Regions from separate parts of the Gossypium hirsutum genome. Here region 1 is linked to region 2. The links are chromatin contacts, called in public Hi-C maps. All regions are on one chromosome and are shown on one strand. Each heading gives the region's core, a stretch centred on a gene start, on an enhancer-like site or on the middle of the called end of the contact. The rest is flanking DNA. Distances are from core to core; before and after follow the strand shown.

Region 1 (5,499 bases), core at 117-2,616, 290 kb before region 2:
TGGAATGACTAAGAAATAATGGGCGGACAAAATACCTGAGCAGGGAAGCGGGACTCGCCAGGGCATTTCTTGTCCTCCCAAGCTGTTGGATCGATGTTTGTTCCTCCAAAGCTTGCAGCCTAATTACAAAATCATTAAAGCATTTAAGACCCTTGTACACTCAAATGTCAGAAAATTACGAGAAAAAAAAAAACGAGATACTAACCTCAAATATTCCATGGAGCTGGTGGGTGGAGTAATTGTAGAGGAAAAGAGGCAGACCCGGAGTTATGGCCCGGACTGAATCTCGGTAACGTGGAGGCAAACCTACAAATTTATGCAGACCAACCATTTAGGAGCATGAACTGAATATCACATCAAATAACCTAATTCTTTGTTTCATTAATCTAATTGATTTACTTTCCCTTTCTAGTGCAAGTACCAAATCTAACATCGGCCTCAGAAATGAAAAAGGAAATTAAACCCAGACTTGTATACATACCAAAGAGCTGTCTCTTGAGATTCTCTTGCATGGTATCGTTGTTGCAAACAAAGATGTAGCCTCCAACAGTTTCGTTCCTAGACAAAGCCTCGGACGGTGGCAGTGTCTTGAACCTCTTGTCAGCAGCACTCCCCCCATCTTTAGTTTCGTTGTTGTTATTGTCGCTGTTATTGTTCTTCTTCTTGTTACTATTCTTCTTCCCGCTTTTGCTACCATGATCATCCTCTCCTCTATTCTTATTCCCCTTCAAATTAACATTGAAATTATTGTTATTCGCCGGCTTCGAATAAACCCCTTTGTTGAATCCTCCGTTGATTCCGGTATTCTTCGGAGCGATGGGGCCGAACCCTATGTTGTTGGTGGTGGCTCCAATTTTCCATCCATCATTGTTGAAAGAATTGAAATCAGAGACTTTGGGCTTCAAGTTGTTAACAGAATTAACTTCACCACCGACTCTGATATCAAAATTCCTCCTTTCATCAGGCCTTTTAGAGACATAACTGTTGCTCCATATGGAATCGTTGAGCGAAAGATTAGCCAAATTGGAATTTTGGATCCTAAGTTGATCACTGAAATGCCAAAATGATTGCTGGTTGTTCTCCATAGCCAACTCCAATTCCCTTCCAAAACCTTAAAAATAGAGATCTGGGTATGAAAGATGACTTAATTTGACTCCCTGAGCAGTAAAAATATGCAAGTTATGGTATGAGATGATCAAAACAAGAAAGATGCAAAAGCAGAGCAAGAGAAAGCAAAAGAAAAAGAGAAGTATAATAAAGAGAGAAAAGATTTGGTAAAGAGGTGAGTGTTAAATAAGGGAGAAATGGGTAATTTCGTAGAAAGTGAGTGAATTTGGGAGACTCTTAACACTAGGCAGGTAGAATAAAGATTGCGTGTCATTGTGGAAAGTGAAAATATATATTACCAGAACTAAAAAAAATAAAAAAAAATCTTAAATTTATCTCAAATACCAAACTTTTTCCTCTAAAATCCTCGATTTTGATTAGATTTAATTTCCAAATTATAACCACTAAATTATCTTAAAATAATAATTCTCATTTGGTTTTTAAAAAAGTAAGATGAAAATGATGTTGGCTTCTAATACGAGAGTGATGAGGGCAGAAAACGCGGTTTGGCGTGGCAGAGGGGGAAGGCCCTTCTAGATGCTGCCCTTTTTCATTTTAATAATTAATATTGAGTTCACATTCAGATGTGAGATTTGTCTTTACTTAGGTGTTAAGCCTTAAAAAAGGCGAGTTTGTGTGACAGACAGATGCTTCACTTATAGTACTGTTTGGTTCGTGAAGTTCTTTTCTTCTTTTTTTTTTTCTCCTTAAAGAGGGGAACTCACACGTGTTTGATTTATGAGATAAAACGGAGATGGAAACTTTGCACTTTCTGAATTTGCAGCTGTGTAGTTTAGTACTGTTTTGTAAAAATGTTATTGATAAATATTTTTAAAAAGTTTAATTTAAAATTTAAGTATTTAATATTTTTGTCAAAAAATGTTTTTAAAAAATAAAATATTTATTTTAAATATGGTATTATAAAGTAATTAATAAATATTTAAATAATGTTCAAATTAATTAATATTATAAAAATTTAATAAGAATATAGAAAATAATTTATTATAATTTATTTAATAGTTTAATATATGAAAATAAATTTTAAATATTTTTTAAACAATTAATCAGAGAAAGAAAATATCATGTGTTGGAGGGTGAAAACGTAATTAAGCTTCAAAAATATTTTTAGGGGAGAAAAGCTAAATATTTTAACTTCTCCATTAAGGGAAAAGTGCTTTTGAAAAACTAAAAATTTCTTTCAAAAGTTGCTTATTTAGCATTTCTTTTACTTTAAAAGTGCTTCTAAAAAACATTACTAAACACAGCCTTAGCCGGTAGTAATCTTTTCGTGAGTGCTTTTTAAAAAAAAAAGATTGTTCATAAAATATGTTATATTTTTAAAAGAGGAGATTAAACCATGGATGAGATGAACAATCATCATATCACACCTCATAATTAATTAATGTATATGAGTTAATTGTCTTAAACACCTTCAAATTATGATCTTTATTTTAAATTGGTTCTCAAATTTTAAAACATTTTAATTCCATCTTCTAACTATCAATGTTATCAATAAGGTTATTCTATTATTAAAATCGTTAATTTAACCATTAAAAAAGATGTCAAATCTTATACAACATAATCTAAATTAAAAAAATTAAAGAAAAATGAATATTGTAAAAATTGATGTTATAAATATCTTATTTTGAAGTTTTCAAAACTTTTACAAAAACTATCGTCCACTTTCTTTCTTTCAGTTTTACTTTATTTGATGGTTAAATTAACAATCTCAATAATAAAGACCTAATTGGTATAACATCGATAGTTTAAAGATATAATTAGAACGTTTTAAAGTTTAGAGACCAATTTAGAGTGAGGGTCATAGTTTAGAGATGTTTAGTGCAATTAACTCTCTCTATATATATATCTAGGAAAAATAATTTCCTATAAAAAATATTTTTTTTAAATTATTTAATAATGAATATAGGTGAAATGATAAATAAATAAAAAAAACTCGTATATTAAGCTTATTAAACACATGTTCGTTTGTTGGATGCATAGTTTTTAATTATTTATTTTAAAATTATATAAAAAATCATCATAATAATATTAGTTATCATTTAAAAAGAATGTATATTTTAAGTTACAAGTAAATAAAGATGCAAGTTTATATAAGAAAAAAGTTTAAAATGTCACAAGCAATGTACTTAATCTTGTATCAATGGACGTACTGAACTTTTTTTTTTTTGCCCAACTGTCTTCGTATTGACTAAGATAAACATATTTTGAATTTGTTAGGCAAAATCAGTTTAATGAGACCAATTTCCATATGAAAAGTATCAATTTTCTTGTGAGTTAGGTTAAAAAGAAGGGGGAAAATGATTTTGTAATAATAACCTTATGATAGACACAAAGACCTATAACACTCCTCGCCTGACTCAACCGCCGGATTCGAGATATAAGATGTTATGACAGTTATCGAAATAATTACAAGCATTTAACACTCAAATTAAAACATAAATCATAGAAGATAACCATTTTATCTCATAATCATATTATATGACCTTTCTTGGGTTTTATTCGAGCCTATATATGCTTTAGAATTAACCCAGAATCGAACAATGACCAATTTGTAACATTTTCAAAATTTCAAAACAATGTCGCGATGTGAGGGGGTTCCTCGCTGCGACATGACATACTGACTTGCCTCGTTGTGACGACAAGGGTTCCTTGTCACATCGTGTCTTGAAATTCAATATTGAAAATCCGATTTGAAAACGATTTTCTTGTATAGCGAAAAATAAAAATTTTGAAAATTAACCCGGTTTGTGATATTTATAGCAATAAACCTTAGACCAAAATCATACATGTGTTTTCGGATAGACTCCTTGTAGTTCCCGAATTTCAACCAAACGATCTTCTCCGCTATTCTTGTACCACGAATTGCTTCAAGTGTGGGCTTGATCAAACCGAATCAAACACAGAAACTAGAAATAGTTTTCTTTTCTTTTAGGGGTGAAAACGAAAATTCTCTTCTCAAATAGAAACTGACAGAATCATTATTCTGAAAAATATATTTAATTTTTAAAGAATAAAAATCTCTCTATTTTTGGGTAGAATAGCTATCTGAAAGTTATGTTAATAGTCCTACCGGTGTCATCTATTTACAGAGAAAGAAGTTGCATCCTCTTATTCTTCAGAATTACTGAAGAAAATGATGTTATGAAGCAGAGAAAGATTTGTAAACAGAACTGAGAAATTTTGTTTCTGCTCACACCTATATATACTCATTAGGCACAGTCCTCACCGGCCAACCCAACTGCCCATACTTAATCATGTTGTCTCCCACTATGGAACCAACTGGTTCCAAACTAACTAAACTGGTTTTGAAATCCAACTAATCACCAGTCAATCACTAGAACTTTCAAAATTTTCCATTAGAGCCTGTCAATTCGCTATTCATTTTAATTTAGTCTTAGTTTCCTCAAACCCTAGGTTAATAACGGTATCCGGATGTTACAAATATGAACTTATCTAACAAAGAAACAAACAAATGAGTCTTCAAGAACTAATAGACAATTTTTGCTTTTCCTTAATTATCTCTGATTTGGTCCAATTCTCGATCTATACAATTGAGGACTGAAAGTTTTGAAGCATTGAAACCCTGTTCTTCCTTTTAGTTTAAATGAAAAAGAATATGGAGAGAAAAAAGGCTTTATTTTTCTTTTAATTTTAACTTATATACTTTAATTAAACTTAATTAATGATAATTAATTTAATTAAACTATAATTAACTAATCCTTAATCATAATTAACCAAAATTAGTGGAACCGTACATCATTCTCCAATAATTGATGAAAAAATAGCTTAATTACCATTTTGATCCTTTGCAATTTAAAATTTTAAAGTGATAAGACTTTTACAATTTAATTCTTATACCTTAATTAACTATCAATTTGGCAAAATCACTAGACCAAAGTTTAATATATTTCTATAATATTCTCGTAAATATTAATTACTAATATTTATTAAGTCAATTTAAGGAGATAGGATTCCAAAATCATCATTTCTCACACCATTGAAAATCAAACTCTTACACTTATTTTAAAGTAAAATAAATTGTGATTTATGTGATATTTTAATTAATCATTTATATTTTTGAAACTTTCTTATTTTACTCTTAGCTCTCACCTTAAATAATTAAACTCACTTAAAGAGTATGTATCGTGGTCTAAAAGTTTAGAACAAGATGGATGCCAAAATAAACTAACACCTAATTAGATAAATAGTTAAAAGGTAAATTACACCAATGTTATTAAACTGTTAGTAAATTTATATTTTGTCCATTTAACTTTAAAAAGTTACAAAATGGTCATTTAACTATTCAAAAATTTTCATTCAAGTTATTAGGCTATTAAAATTATTGTTGTATGGCTTTCTCTATTCGCATCA
Region 2 (5,390 bases), core at 369-2,868:
AAAATACATAATGACAAGGATCAGAAGATAATTGAAGCAACTAAGCAAGTAAAGAAGTTAACTCGTATATAAAAGATTAATAAATAAATTATAAAGAGATAAAAGTTAATAACAAATTTGATTACGGTGAGTATAGTGATTACAAAGACCTAAAATATTTTTTTAATTTAACTTGAAAAAATATATTCGATTCTATTCGAATTCCATCTCACTAGACTCGATTCGATAAAATTTCAAATCGAATTAGGATGACAAAATATGATTCGTTAACTCGATTAACTCGAAATTTTTTCATTCAATTCGATCGAACACTCACCCCTATATATAAGGGACAAATAATTCCATTTTAGCTCATTCTAGGGGCAAAACCAAGGGCTGGCAAGGGCCCCTGGCACCCCCCCAAAATAGAAAATTTTTCATTTATGCCCTTTGAAAATTTTAAAATAGTAAAGGGAAAATTACAATTTATCCCCTAAAAATGATAAAATTTTAATTTAATCCTTTAATAATTATAAAGATATAGAATGATAAAATGATAAAATTATATTTTTATTATTACAAAAATTATAATTTAATTTCGCACCCTAAAAAAATTTCTAACTTGACTCATTACATGAATTATAATAAGTATTAAACTTTATTTATAATCATTTTTAAAATAAACATGCACCTTTTTTGTTCGCAACAATCATTAAAAATTAAATATAAAATGTTAAAATTGATACATAAAAGTTTCTTTTTTTTTTTTGAAACAGATACATAAAAGTTTCACTCGTGCATTGAACGGGATAAAAAAATTAGTGTATATATATATATATGTATATATATGTTAAAGTAATGTTTTAGAGAAAAAAAAAACTGAAACAAATTTAGGTGGTGGGCTTCAATATTTAGCAAGTGGCGCCATATTAATATGGCACATTAACATTTAGTGTATTAATATTTTTATGGGTCTCATTAGATGCTTAGTGCAAAAATGAAAAAAAAAAAGAGTTTTATACGTTATAATGTTTAAATATTATATACTTGTTATGATAATAATTATATAAAAAAAACCAATCGCTTAGGATATGATTCTTTTGATTTTTGTAGTAAAGAAAGTAGTAATTTAAGGAATTTTAAATAACTTCATATCCTTCAATTATTATATTATTTTCATTTTTAAAAATTAAATCAACTTAAAATCGATACAAATTGATCATAAAAAAATTATGAAGATTATAAAAAATAAAATACATATTATTTTATAGTATTTTTACTTTTTCAAACAATATATTTTTGATTGGTTATAAAATTTACAACAAATTTTTAATAAATAAATATAATATGAATGTTTCTACTTCGCATTTGGAAAAGCCCAAAACGATAGAATGTTGGCGCGTTTTGAATCAATTACCGGAATACTGGTCAATTGTCATCCTATTTTATTAATAGCTTGAATCGAAGAAAGCAAGCGAGAAGGAAGCGGACACAAGGACATTTGGGAAATAAACGGCCAAGATCTTCCCAACCCAATATCTAATTTCATTGGCTCAATCATCCCTTCCTTCAAACTTGATTGGCCCACGTCAACACTATGACATGTTCTCTCCTGTTACTCACCTGAGAAACTTCCGTCAAACGTGGGACACAACAAATATAAAATGCTCGACCCGCGACTCTTTCTTCGAAAAATGCTCATTTCATTTTAAACACTACAACCATTCCACTTTCAGAGGGAAAAAAAAAAAAAAACTCAAAGAGGCTTCTCCACAGATAAGTGTTGAGGTGGAGTGATGGCTGGCTCATTCAGAGCGCGCGGCTCTTTGGTGGTTCTAGCGATAGTCTTGTCCGGTGAGTATCGTGCTGTTCCTCATTTGTTAATTCCGCTTGTTTCATGTGATTCCGTGTTCTCTGATTCTTTAACTGTTTGAGACGAAACGTGTTAGATCTAGTTTTGTTTGATGATGTTTTTCCTCCCAAATCGGTGCATGCTTAGATCTGATTTAGGTTCTACGGATTCTTGTAATGCATTACATCATCAAATGAGAGTTTCGGCGATCTCATATCATTTGTTTTTGCTCCATTGATTTCAGAACTAGAAATTTCTGGATTATGAAATTAATGTCTCGGAAATTAGTTTGATTCGAACAAAATCATGTGTTTTCACGTATTTTATTTTAATTTTCCATTTGTGGTGAAGCATTTCTAAGATGGAAGTTGCAATGTTATGAGCGTAAATATTCTAGAACTTGGTTAGGATTCTGTTCTATCTTGATCTTTCCACGTGGCCGCTTTACCAAATTTGATATTTGATGTCTAATTCAATGGATAGTGACTTTAAATAACTTTGGCTAACATAATGATTGAGTTTAAAAATGACCATAGAGTGATATTGAAAAAGGACTGTATAATGGTTAGCATCGTGTTAACTTTTCAAACAGGATGTCTTTTTGCACTCTCGATTGCAAAGGAGGAAGCCGCGAAATTGGGGACCGTAATTGGAATTGATCTTGGCACAACGTATTCTTGTGTTGGTGTATACAAGAATGGTCACGTGGAAATTATAGCCAATGACCAAGGAAACCGTATCACACCATCATGGGTGGGTTTCACAGACAGTGAGAGGCTGATAGGTGAAGCTGCTAAGAATCAGGCAGCTGTTAACGCAGAGAGGACCATCTTTGATGTCAAAAGACTTATTGGAAGAAAGTAAATCTCATTCTGCCATGTTTCTTGTTTTACATTGTAGGGGTTGGTTGGGAAATAATGCTTACTGCGGGGGCTTTGTTCTTTGCAGGTTTCAAGATAAGGAGGTCCAGAGGGACATGAAACTTGTTCCCTACAAGATTGTCAACAAGGATGGAAAACCTTATATTCAAGTAAAGATTAAGGATGGAGAGACCAAGGTTTTCAGTCCTGAAGAGATTAGTGCTATGATTCTGGGTAAGATGAAGGACACAGCCGAAGCTTTCCTTGGGAAGAAAATTAAGGATGCAGTGGTCACTGTTCCTGGTGAGTGCACCATAAGAAACAATGTTCTCAGCTCAAAATGGTTAAGTTTGTTGGATCCTTGATTATGCTCATATTATCTCTGTTTTATTTGCAGCTTACTTCAATGATGCCCAGAGGCAGGCCACCAAGGATGCTGGCGTTATTGCTGGGCTTAACGTGGCAAGAATTATCAATGAACCAACTGCAGCTGCCATTGCCTATGGTTTGGACAAAAAGGGTGGAGAGAAAAACATTCTTGTTTTTGACCTTGGTGGTGGGACATTTGATGTCAGTGTCTTGACTATTGATAATGGTGTATTTGAGGTTCTTTCCACAAATGGAGACACTCATTTGGGAGGTAAGCATCTTTATTGTTTTCTTATAGGATTATAAAATTTTTTCAACACTGGATCTTTGTTTACGGTCACTTTTCTTGCAGGTGAGGATTTTGATCAGAGGGTTATGGAGTACTTTATTAAACTGATCAAGAAAAAGCATGGAAAGGATATCAGCAAGGACAACAGGGCACTTGGGAAGCTTAGGAGGGAAGCTGAGCGTGCCAAAAGAGCTCTTAGCAGCCAGCACCAGGTCCGTGTGGAGATTGAATCACTTTTTGAAGGTGTTGATTTCTCTGAGCCACTGACCAGGGCCCGTTTTGAGGAGTTGAACAATGACCTGTTCCGAAAGACAATGGGACCTGTGAAGAAGGCAATGGAAGATGCTGGTTTGGAGAAACGCCAAATTGATGAGATTGTTCTTGTCGGTGGAAGCACTAGAATTCCAAAGGTTCAACAACTCCTTAAGGACTACTTTGACGGAAAGGAGCCCAATAAGGGTGTTAACCCAGATGAAGCAGTTGCTTATGGTGCTGCAGTGCAAGGAGGAATCTTGAGTGGAGAGGGTGGTGATGAAACCAAAGGTACATTTCATCTCCCGTGCTTATAGCTCATGAAAGTGTTATAATGGAATAAACTATGGCTGATATTTGTGTATAATGTTTTTATGGACAGACATTCTTCTCCTTGATGTGGCTCCGCTTAGTCTCGGTATTGAAACTGTCGGTGGCGTCATGACAAAGTTGATTCCCAGAAACACTGTTATCCCAACCAAGAAGTCTCAAGTTTTCACCACTTATCAGGACCAGCAGACCACCGTCTCCATTCAGGTATTTACAAATGCTATTAAAAATACTTGAGAATTGGATGTTTCTGGCAATGCTAAGAACTGGAAGTCTTTGAACCTTATTTGGATTTGTTATGGACTGATGTCAGGTGTTTGAAGGCGAAAGGAGTCTCACGAAGGATTGTAGGTTGCTTGGGAATTTTGATCTTACTGGAATTCCTCCAGCTCCAAGGTTTGCACTCTCCCTTTGTCAATTCTGCACTTGTATATTGAGTGTATTGACTTAATGTTGTGACAACTCAACTGCACAGGGGAACCCCTCAAATTGAAGTTACGTTTGAAGTTGATGCAAATGGGATTTTAAATGTGAAGGCAGAAGATAAGGGCACACATAAAACAGAGAAGATCACTATTACCAATGATAAGGGTCGTCTGAGCCAGGAGGAGATAGACAGAATGGTTCGCGAGGCAGAAGAATTTGCAGAGGAGGATAAGAAGGTGAAGGAAAGAATCGATGCCCGCAACAGCATTGAGACTTACGTCTACAACTTGAAAAGCCAGATTAGTGACAAGGATAAGCTCGCTGACAAGCTTGAATCCGATGAGAAGGAGAAAATTGAAGCAGCCGTGAAGGAGGCCCTTGAGTGGCTTGATGACAACCAGAATGCTGAGAAGGAAGACTACGAGGAGAAGCTCAAGGAGGTTGAGGCTGTCTGCAACCCCATTATCACGGCTGTTTACCAAAGATCTGGCGGAGCCCCAGGGGCTGGAGGATCAACCGAAGAGGAGGATTCGCATGATGAACTTTAAAAATCTCTTAGCAATATCGAGGGTTGGTGATGAACAAGCAAGAGTGAGGATGAGGAGAGCGTAGGGCAGTTAAGACGAGGATTTTTGTAAATTTTTCTCATGGTATATTGCCCCCCCGCCCCCCTTCTTTGCTTGTCTTTTTGTTTTTGTTTTTCTTTATTTTATTTTATTTTATTTTTGGTGAAGATAGAAGATACAGTTGAAGGGATGTTTTGTTTGCATTACTTTGTATTTTTGCTTATGTTATGTTAAACAACTCAGTCTTTCTCATCGAATAATTGTGAACTTGTGAAGGACCGAAAATCAGAAAAGTTGATTAAAAATTATCATAAGAATATGATATTTAGGGAATTTCTTTGTTTTCTTTGCCCGCCATTTGCTACTCTTCTGGATTTGCTGCCAGATATCGCAAAGGGGTTGAGGCATTATCGCCTTGATTGAGATTGAAGAACAACCCTGCTGCATTGGAGAAGCTAAAGCAAAAG

What was found. A called contact is a pair of places that touch in the nucleus more often than the background predicts.
Region 1: a contact with region 2 is called in a Hi-C map of leaf, with 3 times the contacts expected there. The contact joins the promoter of LOC107946934 here to the promoter of LOC107946879 in region 2. A contact is called at or near these places in 9 of 34 Hi-C or Micro-C datasets (callus, hypocotyl and leaf).

Annotation. Positions count from the first base shown.
Region 1 is chrA08:79,697,926-79,703,424 of Gossypium_hirsutum_v2.1, reverse strand. LOC107946934 (B2 protein) reads right to left here and starts at 1,366. Exons shown (of 5, transcript XM_016881444.2): 1 at 482-1,366; 2 at 206-306; 3 at 36-119. The coding sequence starts at 1,085.
Region 2 is chrA08:79,413,259-79,418,648 of Gossypium_hirsutum_v2.1, reverse strand. It overlaps LOC107946879 (luminal-binding protein 5), which reads left to right and starts at 1,618. Exons shown (of 8, transcript XM_041074483.1): 1 at 1,618-1,833; 2 at 2,424-2,691; 3 at 2,780-2,994; 4 at 3,089-3,331; 5 at 3,413-3,892; 6 at 3,984-4,138; 7 at 4,245-4,327; 8 at 4,407-5,256. The coding sequence starts at 1,776. The coding sequence ends at 4,905.